Linked DNA regions of Macaca mulatta: region 1 is linked to region 2. The links are chromatin contacts, called in public Hi-C maps. All regions are on one chromosome and are shown on one strand. Each heading gives the region's core, a stretch centred on a gene start, on an enhancer-like site or on the middle of the called end of the contact. The rest is flanking DNA. Distances are from core to core; before and after follow the strand shown.

Region 1 (4,437 bases), core at 908-3,407, 41 kb after region 2:
AAATTTAACCAAAGAGGTATAAGACCTGTACACTGAAAACCATAAAACATTGATGTGAGAAAAGAGACACAAATAAACGTAAAGGTATCCCATGTTCATGGATTAGAAAAATTAATGGTTGTTAAAATGTCCATACTACCCAAAGCAATCTACAGATTCAATGTAATCTCTAGCAAAATTCCAATATTTTTCACAGAAATAGAAAAAACAATCCTAAAGTTCATATGGAATTGCAAAAGACCCTAAATAGCCAAAGCAGTCTTGAGCAAAAGGAACAAAGCCAAAGACATCACACTCCCTAATCTCAAAATATATTATAGGACTATAGTAATCAAAACTGCATGGCACTGGCATAAAAATGGGCACATCAACCAATGGAATAGGATAGAAAGCCCAGAAATAAGCCCAAGTATTTACAGTCAATTGATTTTTGACAAAGGTGCTAAGAACACACAATGGGGAAAGGAAAGTCTCTTTAATAAATAGTATCAGGAAAACTGAATATCCACATGCTGGATAACAAAATTGAATCCTTATTTCACACCATATACAAAAATCAACTCAAAATAGATTAAAGTCTCAAACGTAAGACCTGAAACTGTAAAACTAATAGAAGACAACATAGGTGAAAACTTCGTATTAGTTTGGGCAATCATTTCTTGGATAGGACCCCAAAAGCAACAAAAGCAAAAATAGACACGTGGGATTGCATTAAACTAAAAAGCCTCTGCACAGCAAAGAAAATAATTAACAGAGTAAAGAGACAATCCGCAGACTGGGAGAAAATATTTGCAAACCATGCATCTGATAAGGGGCTCATATCTAAAATATATAAGAAACTCAATAGCAAAACAAAACGAATAACCCAGTTAAAAAATGGACAAAGGACCTGAACAGGTATTCCTCAAAAGAAGACATATGAATGGTCAACAAATACATGAAAAAATGCTCAACATCGCTAATCACCAGGGAAATGCAAGTTAAATCACACTGAGCTACCACCTCACGCGTGTTAGAATGGCTATTATAAAAAGGATGAAAGACAACAAGTGTTGTCCAGAACGTGGAGAAAAGGGAACCCTGGTACACTGTTGGTGGAATGTAAATTAGTACAGCCATTTTGGAAAACAGTATGGAGGCTCCTCAAAAATCTAAAAATAGAATTACCATATGACCCAGAAATCCTACTTCTGGGTATATATACAAAGGAATTGAAATCAGTATGTTGAAGAGATATCTGCATTCCTGTGTTCTTTTCAGCATTATTCACAATAACCAAGATACAGAAGCAACTAAGTATCTATCAACTGAGGACGGGATAAAGAAAATGTGGCACATATATACAATGGAATACTATACAGTCTTAAAACAGAAGGCAATTCTGTCATTTGCAACAACGTGGATGAACCTGGAGGGCATTAGGCCAAGTAAAATTAGCCAGGCAGAGAAGGACAAATAGCATATGATCTCACTTATATACTTGGGGTCTAATAAAGTTGAACTCATAGAAGCAGAGTAGAATGATGGTTACCAGGGGCCTGGGGGAGGGCAGATGGGGAAGGGAGGGATGTTGGTCAAAGGATACAAAGTTTTAGTTAGATAAGAGGACTAAGTTTTAGCGATCTACTGCACAGCATCGTGACCACGGTTGATGACGTATTGTATATTTCCAGGAGAGTAGATTTTCACCACAAAAAATAAGTAGGTGAGGTGATGGATATGTCAATTAGCTTGATTTAATCTTTCTACAAATGTATACGTATATCAAAACACTACATTGTACCCTATATATAAATTTGTCAATATTAAATATATAAATATATATTTACATATTTATATAAAACATAATACATGCTAAGTATAATGCAATGAACTGCAAAAAGTTGTACAGCCTCCGAATAAATACTTTTTGAACGCCTATGAGCTAAATAAATGCAATACATCAGTCCCAGGTGTCTCTACTAGGGGGCCCCACTCCCGCCCGTTCCATCATCTGCTTTCCTCAAGGTCGTCTCCACCCTCCTATCTGCTGACAGCCGGCCTCTGACCCAGTTCATCACTTTCCCGGGTTTCCGGGCGCCACCCCCTTCAGGTTTTCCTCCTACTCCTCCAGCCCTGCCTCTCTGGATCTCCCATCTTCCCAGCGCTCCAGACTGCATGCGGCCTCCCCGCCCCCTGGGTCCAAGAGGCAGCTTCCACTCCACGCGGGCAAGCCTGAGCTCCAGAGCCGTCCTCAAGCCTCCTCCTCCCGAAGCACTGGGGCACCATCCTCCCGGCTGCTACTCGGGCCCAGGGACTAGGCCCTGAGCCTTCCCTTCTCGTACGCCCCATAGCCAAGCTGCTCAGCAGATCCCGACGGCTCGACCTTCAAACTACGTCCGGAATCCCACCCCTCTCCACGCCCACTGCCTCCACCCCGGCCACCTTCCTCGGTCATCCTGGCTGCCGCAGTGACCAGGGTGACCTTTCTGAAAAGGGAGGCTCTGTTCGGAGCCCTCGTGGAGCTCCCCAGCACAGCGGCCTCGCAGGCCCACCCGCTCGGGTGGGATTACTTTCCAACTCCGTTTCCTGCCCCCTCCCTGATCTCCAGCCGCAACGACCCCACGCAGAGCCCGGATGACCTTGGGCCCCGCACGTGCTGCCGGCCCGCTAAGAGCTCGGGGTCCCCCTGGAGCGCGCCTTCCAGGCTTTCTCCTAGAGGCGCTTTGTCCTGACCGCGCACCCGACCTGAGGCACGGCTCACCTGGGGCAGCTCGCGCCCCCGAAGACAGTCTCCCACGCCCCGCCCCCCGGGGTGCCTCCCTCCCAGCTCTCCGTACCCACCCACCATCCCCCACATCCCCTCCTCCAACCGCTACCCAATCACCAGCCCAGGACCGCAGGGCAGAGGCCGGGCTGCGCATGCGCACCGCGGACCAGCGCTACCTCCGCCCGCCAGCCCGCGGCCGGCCCTGGGCTGTGCGCGCAACCCCGGGAGAGCAATGCGCGGTCGGGACCCAGTAGCTGGAGCCAGAGCCGGAGAGGCCTCGGAGACCCGGGCCCGGCGCGGGCAAGGACGCACCTGCAGGAGGCGGGCGCGGCGGCTGGAGAGGAGGCCGCGGGGCGGAGCGGCTCAGCGTTCTGCTCGGCTGCAGCGGCCCCTGCCGGAGACCCGGGCGCCGGGGTTGTCTTTATAATTGAAGGATTGTCTGTGCTTTATTTGGGGTGGGGGTGGGGGTGGGAGTGGGAGTAGGGGTAGGGGGCGGCGGGTCGGAAGAGGCGCGGTGACTTTCTTCGTCTTTGTCACCTTCCAGGGTTCATTCCACTGCCCAAATATGTAGTGAGTTACTATCGGCTTTGCTTCCTCCTTCAGCAAACAGCTGGATCACACAACTTCAGGACAGAGGATTTTAAGTGTTGGGGTCATTTTCCCTGAAACGATTTCAAATGATGGTGAGTTGGTTCCCAGGCCAGCCCACCTAACCTCGAACGCAGTGATGAGTGCGCTCTGACTGCTGAGCTGAGAGCCCCGGTGACTCAAGTGGCTCCGCAGGTCCCCGTTCCCTTAAAATCGGAGTCTTTCCTTTTCTTGGATTTGGGCTTACCACCAGCACCTCTTGGCAGAATGGAATTGCTTGCGGGCATGTCAATGGACTAGAAAGGGAAGTAAGTGGTCTGAGAACTTGGGGGCCAAAAATGTTACATTAACATTTTTTGCCTACCTAAAATCTCAGCCACTTTCCACAGTTTGGCTGGAAATTCAGCCCATATTGAAGCCCCTCTCACTCCTGCAGGTGTTACCAGCAACTTAGGGGTTTATGGAGTAACGAAATTGGGGAGGGCCTCACATCCCGCTGCTTTTTTTTCCCCTAACGTGTATGGTGCTTACTCTGAGCCAGACACTTTTAAGAACTTCACATTATTAACCAATTTAAATCATACCCACCACCTGATGAAATAGGTACTGTTGTCCCCACTTTATGGGTGGGGAAACTGAGAGCCAGGGAGGTCAAATAACTGCTCAAAGCACAAAACTGTTGAATAGTAGTGTTAACTAGGGCAGTCCTGGAGAAATCGCTCAGAGGGCAAAACAGAGTTCATTGTTTTCTTAAACAGTAGACAGCTGAGAATGCTCGTTTCTTTTTTTCTTTTTATTTATTTTTTATTATACTTTAAGTTCTAGGGTACACGTGCACAACATGCAGGTTTGTTACATATGTATACATGTGCTATGTTGGTGTGCTGCACCCATTAACTCGTCATTTACATTAGGTATATCTCCTAATGCTATCCCTCCCCCTCTACCCCAAAACAGGCCCCAGTGTGTGATGTTCCCCTTCCTGTGTCCAAGTGTTCTCATTGTTCAATTCCTACCTATGACTGAGAACATGCAGTGTTTCGTTTTCTGTTCTTGTGATAGTTTGCTGAGAATGATGGTTTCCAGCTGCACCCATGTCA
Region 2 (4,562 bases), core at 1,240-3,739:
ATTTGACTGGAAACATCTGCAAGTGCACTTGACACTTACGTGAAAAGTTATTTAAATTAGAATAGTCATACCTTCTTTGACCTTTCCTGGCGATTTCTTGACACTAAGGGAAAAAAACAAAACCACTGACTGGAATGGCAGATAGCAAAGGTTACTCAAAATATGTTATATTATTTCATCTGACTTTACAAGCAAGACACTCCCTTTCATTACCAACACCCTCAATTTCTACTCAGGAGCTCTCAGTTTGGAAAGCAACAGTCACTCCCCAGTACACTGCCACCAACTCTCAATCATTGGAAGATCTTCACAATGTAAATCTGAAAGCCTATTAGCAGGCTTCCAAAGCAGCAAAATGCTATGGGCAATGGAGTTCAAGTGAAACACTTAATAACAAGTTATATAGTATTTGAAATATGAAGTGAATGGTAGTAGGCCTGCCTCATTTCATTTGGAGAAATCACAAAGGATTAATTTAATAGTGTAGGCACAGGAGACAGTGAACAATGGAGAGAGAAATGTAAATGGACAGAATACAATACACAAGCATTTGCACAGGAGAAAGGCCACACAAAAGCGGAAGTGATGGGAGGCGGGCGGGCCAATTGAAAAGGTAAAGATGACACTTGAGCTTGGTTTTAAAAGATGAAAGGGAATTTGCCACCAAATAGATTTGCTCTTATGTTTAATGTATTCAGGATCTGAGTAACTCTTGGTAGTTTTTTTTACTGAAAATTTGAGAGCCACTGGCCTAAGCAAAAAGGGGCTAAATTTCTGAATTTAAAGCCTTAAGGAGAAAGAGGATAGAAACAAAAAATACAAATATTTAGAAGGCTAAATTTAGTAGGGTTTGACCGATTCTCAAGGACGACTATACCTTTTCGCTTTAAACCATAAAACACCAAAGATGCTAAATGAAGTGGGGAACAGGGAGGAAGGTCAGGTTGGTGGTAGGTAAGGCAAGTATGGGACAAATTGAGTTTTCAGAGCCTGTGGATAAGTGCCTGCTACCCCACTAAATGATTCAAAACACTCTGTATTCACCACCACCTACTCTGCCCTAGTACAATAACAGGCAATCAACAAAATGTACTGAATGAACACAATGGGATCAGGAATTCAAAAAATGGCAAAATAAGTGAAACATAAAGTTACCTCCTCCTTTCGCACCAAATTCATATACCAAGGTAGCTTTTAAATTTGGGTTCTACAATTCCTTCAGCTATATGGAGTCAAATAAATGTACCAGTATATAATTCAAAGATGAGTGTATATAAGCAAGTAATATAAGAAGATCCATTACTTACTTAAGAGTCTGTGAAGCTGTGGTTAACTTCTCTAAAATAGTGTCTGGAAGGAGTTTTCTTTTCTTTTGGAATGAAAACGTTTAAAATTAATAAAGTCATGTACACAGTATGTCCGGAGTTGCTTCTGAAGTTACTACTTCTAAGAATGCCCTACATCTAGGCAAAGAAATGAATTAGGTTGGAAACTGCCTCCACTCCAAGTTATGGGAAGATTGGGTCCACAAAACTCCATATTCTCTGAAAGACTTGATGAAAACTGGAAAAGGTGCCCACGGTATTCCAACCCTCAGGTCACTGTTACAAACTGAAAGCCGTTAAGTAATGTCCACCTGGAGCCAGTTCTCTGTGTCGAGTGTGTACCAGACAGCAAAGCAACCATACACCAAGTCTTGTACAGCCCTTACAGTTTACAAACCACCTAATTCTCACAGCAACCTCTTATTTTCAGTTGGTGGACACTAAAGGAGACGAGTTTTTTTTTTTTTTTTGAGACAGGGTCTCTCGCTCTGTCGCCCAGCCTGGAGCGCAGTGGTGTGATCTAGGCTCAAGGCAGCCTCGACATCCCGGGCTCCGCCCACCCAGTCCCCCTAAAGTACTGCCGCGCCCGGCCCAAGCATCTTTCTACCACTGTCAGAGAAAATCTTGGTGACTTTTTCCCCACTCAATATCCTACCAACCCAAATTACATCCACCACGAGAATTATCCGCAGGCCAGGTTGTTTTAATAAGACACCTCCCCCCTATCCTCTAACCTTCTGTTCGATGAACAGCTCCTCGCGTCGCTTCCTCTTCTCCTTCAGGAGCGTTTTATCCCTGGGAGGAAGGGTGACAAGTCAGCAAAGGGAAGGACAAGCGGGACGAGAAGGGGCGGTTCTCCCCGCCCGGCCGCGGGCTCCAAACCTGCGCACGGTCTCCCGCACTCGCCGCTCCTCTTCTCTCGCTTCCGCCTGGGCGCTGGCGAAAGTCAGCTCCTCCGGGGCTTCGTCGTCAAACTCATCGTCCCCTTCCTCGTCTTCCTCCAGCGGCTCGGCGGCCGCGCCGCTGCTGGGCTGACCGAGCAACAGCCCGTGCTCCGCCTCCTCCTCCTCCGAGGCCGGCTGGCCCTCGTCCACCATCGCCTCCGCCGACGCCGGGGCGCGAGACGCGCGCGGTCGCAGCTGCACCATGTCCCACGCAGCGCTAGACCGTCTGACCTCTGACTCGGAAGTAACTGCAAGCGAAGCGCAAGCGGACTTTCATCGCCCCCTGCAGGTTGGGAGGTCCTCAGGACGGGCGGGGCGCATGCGCGAAGCCAGGAAGGGCGTGGCCTATGGGCAGTGGGTGTGTTTCTTCCACATGGCTCGCCAAGGCCGCCGTAGGGTCGGTTGGACGCCACGGAAAATGCTCTGCGGGCGAGAGCGGCTGGCAGTGGGGCTGGTTTCAAGGCAGGGAAGAGCCATTGCGCTGCCCTCCTCGGCTGGGATGGCGAGACAGGGCTGGCACGGCTCACTGTCCAGTGCTTAGAAAACCGGTAATAGCGGGTCCGAGGCGCTGCTCGCCGCAGTTTTTTGGCCCTGGGTTCCGTCAGGTGGATCCAGCTTATCAGTGTTTGTAGATTTGGCTGCGTTCGCTCCGCACTTCGGAGGAGATGGCGTTTCATGGGAAGAAATGCGCTCTAGCAGATGGCCGCCGTGGCCAGTCAGCCCTCCTGTGACGGACGAAGACGCTGGCCACAGACCTCGGCTCTAAAGAAATTTGCACAGCCCGGCGCCCTCGGCCTGCCCAGCCCCTTAGCCGCGGCGAGGCCCGTTAGGATGTGGGCCCTGTGGGAGCGATGCCCTTCCTGGTTCCTAACCCACGGCCTGGAGCAGCAGCTGGCCCGTGGCAATGCTGAGCAAATCTCCTGAAGGAATGGCTTCGCCGGTCCCTACAGAATGCACCCGAGTTTTGTCGTATATACACATACGTACTCTTTTTTTCCAAGTATATTTTATTTCTTGGCAAACATGGCCCTTTGTGATCGCCGTGTTTCTCTCCTCCCATCCATTATACAATACTAAATGATCCATCATTCTTTGAACAAATCAAGCCGTTTCACACCTGCAATGCAATTGTACCGACCGTGCTCTTCCCTCTACTGCTGCAATCCCCCAGGCAGAAGTCCTTTTCATACTTCAAAAATTCCCACCCAGGCAAACTTCAAGCACCTTACCCCCTACCCCATCCCACTCTGCCCACCTCTATCTGCTGTGGTCTGAACCCGCACAAATGTCTATGTAGTTTCTGCGCTGCGTAACAGTTTGTATGACAGTTGCTCCAGCCGTTCTGTGAACTCCCGAGGGGAAGGACCAGGTCTTGCTAGTCATTTTATTTCTAATGTCTATCATATGGCAGATGTTTAATAAATGCTAAGTTGAATAATTCTATCTCACACATATATTGTGTTTTTAATTCTCCTTTCATGTCTTCTGTTTTAGAAGCAGTTCCCAATTTAAAAACAACAAAACCAAATAGGAACAAAAATGGTAAAACTTAAGAACAACAACAAAAAAAGCTGCCGAACCAGAGGTTCATTATGAGAGGAATTGCAAAGAACAGTTTGAAATCTGTAGGCCTTAGTCTAAGATAGATTACAAATCAAAAATATAATCAGACTCCCTGAGATACTGTGCTAACACTAGGAAAATGAATACAGTTAACTTGGAGCAGCCCAGGAACAAACTTCTTATAAGCGCATGACGGTATTTTATGTGCAAAACTGCTTTATAAGTACTATAAGACTATTACAGGTATTACCAGTGCCCTCAGTGTAAACTCCTTGGCCCACCCATGTAAAGTGTAAATCGAGCCCTCAGGGTCCCTGACTAGTTCTCCAGCCACCCCATAGGCTATGAGCATCCCTCTTCCCCACAAAAAGTACCATTGGGATTTATTAAAGGTTATGCCTTGTAATGCAGTACAAAGTTTTATATGACAGTGTCTTGTTGCCTGTTTCTACAAAAGCCAAGGGTGTAACATTAAATGCAATTTTGCAAGGGGCTGAGGTGATGTGGTCCAAGTATGTAATCACTTCAGGGAGCCCACTGGATCCAAGGGACCCTGTCATGTATGACCTTCATACACTGTTGATAATGGCCATGCCTCCCAGTCAGGCCTCTGACACTTGTTGGGCAGCAGGCATTCCAAGGCCCCTAAGCACTGAGTTAGCTGGTAAAGGTTAGGGAAAAAGCTGTATTCTTGCTACTTTACTCCAAGGTAGTAAAGTGTATGGAAAAT

What was found. A called contact is a pair of places that touch in the nucleus more often than the background predicts.
Region 1: a contact with region 2 is called in a Hi-C map of liver, with 3 times the contacts expected there. The contact joins the promoter of LOC114677702 here to the promoter of NOL7 in region 2. A contact is called at or near these places in 3 of 14 Hi-C or Micro-C datasets (CD4 T cells, fetal cortex germinal zone and liver).

Annotation. Positions count from the first base shown.
Region 1 is chr4:169,541,587-169,546,023 of T2T-MMU8v2.0, forward strand. It overlaps LOC114677702, which reads left to right and starts at 2,158. Exons shown (of 5, transcript XM_028847834.2): 1 at 2,158-2,208; 2 at 2,334-2,542; 3 at 2,810-3,163; 4 at 3,353-3,432. The coding sequence starts at 2,158. It overlaps SIRT5 (sirtuin 5), which reads right to left. Exons shown (of 10, transcript XM_015135582.3): 2 at 3,062-3,411.
Region 2 is chr4:169,500,750-169,505,311 of T2T-MMU8v2.0, forward strand. NOL7 (nucleolar protein 7) reads right to left here and starts at 2,490. Exons shown (of 8, transcript NM_001261675.1): 1 at 2,208-2,490; 2 at 2,060-2,120; 3 at 1,308-1,369; 4 at 72-103. The coding sequence starts at 2,473.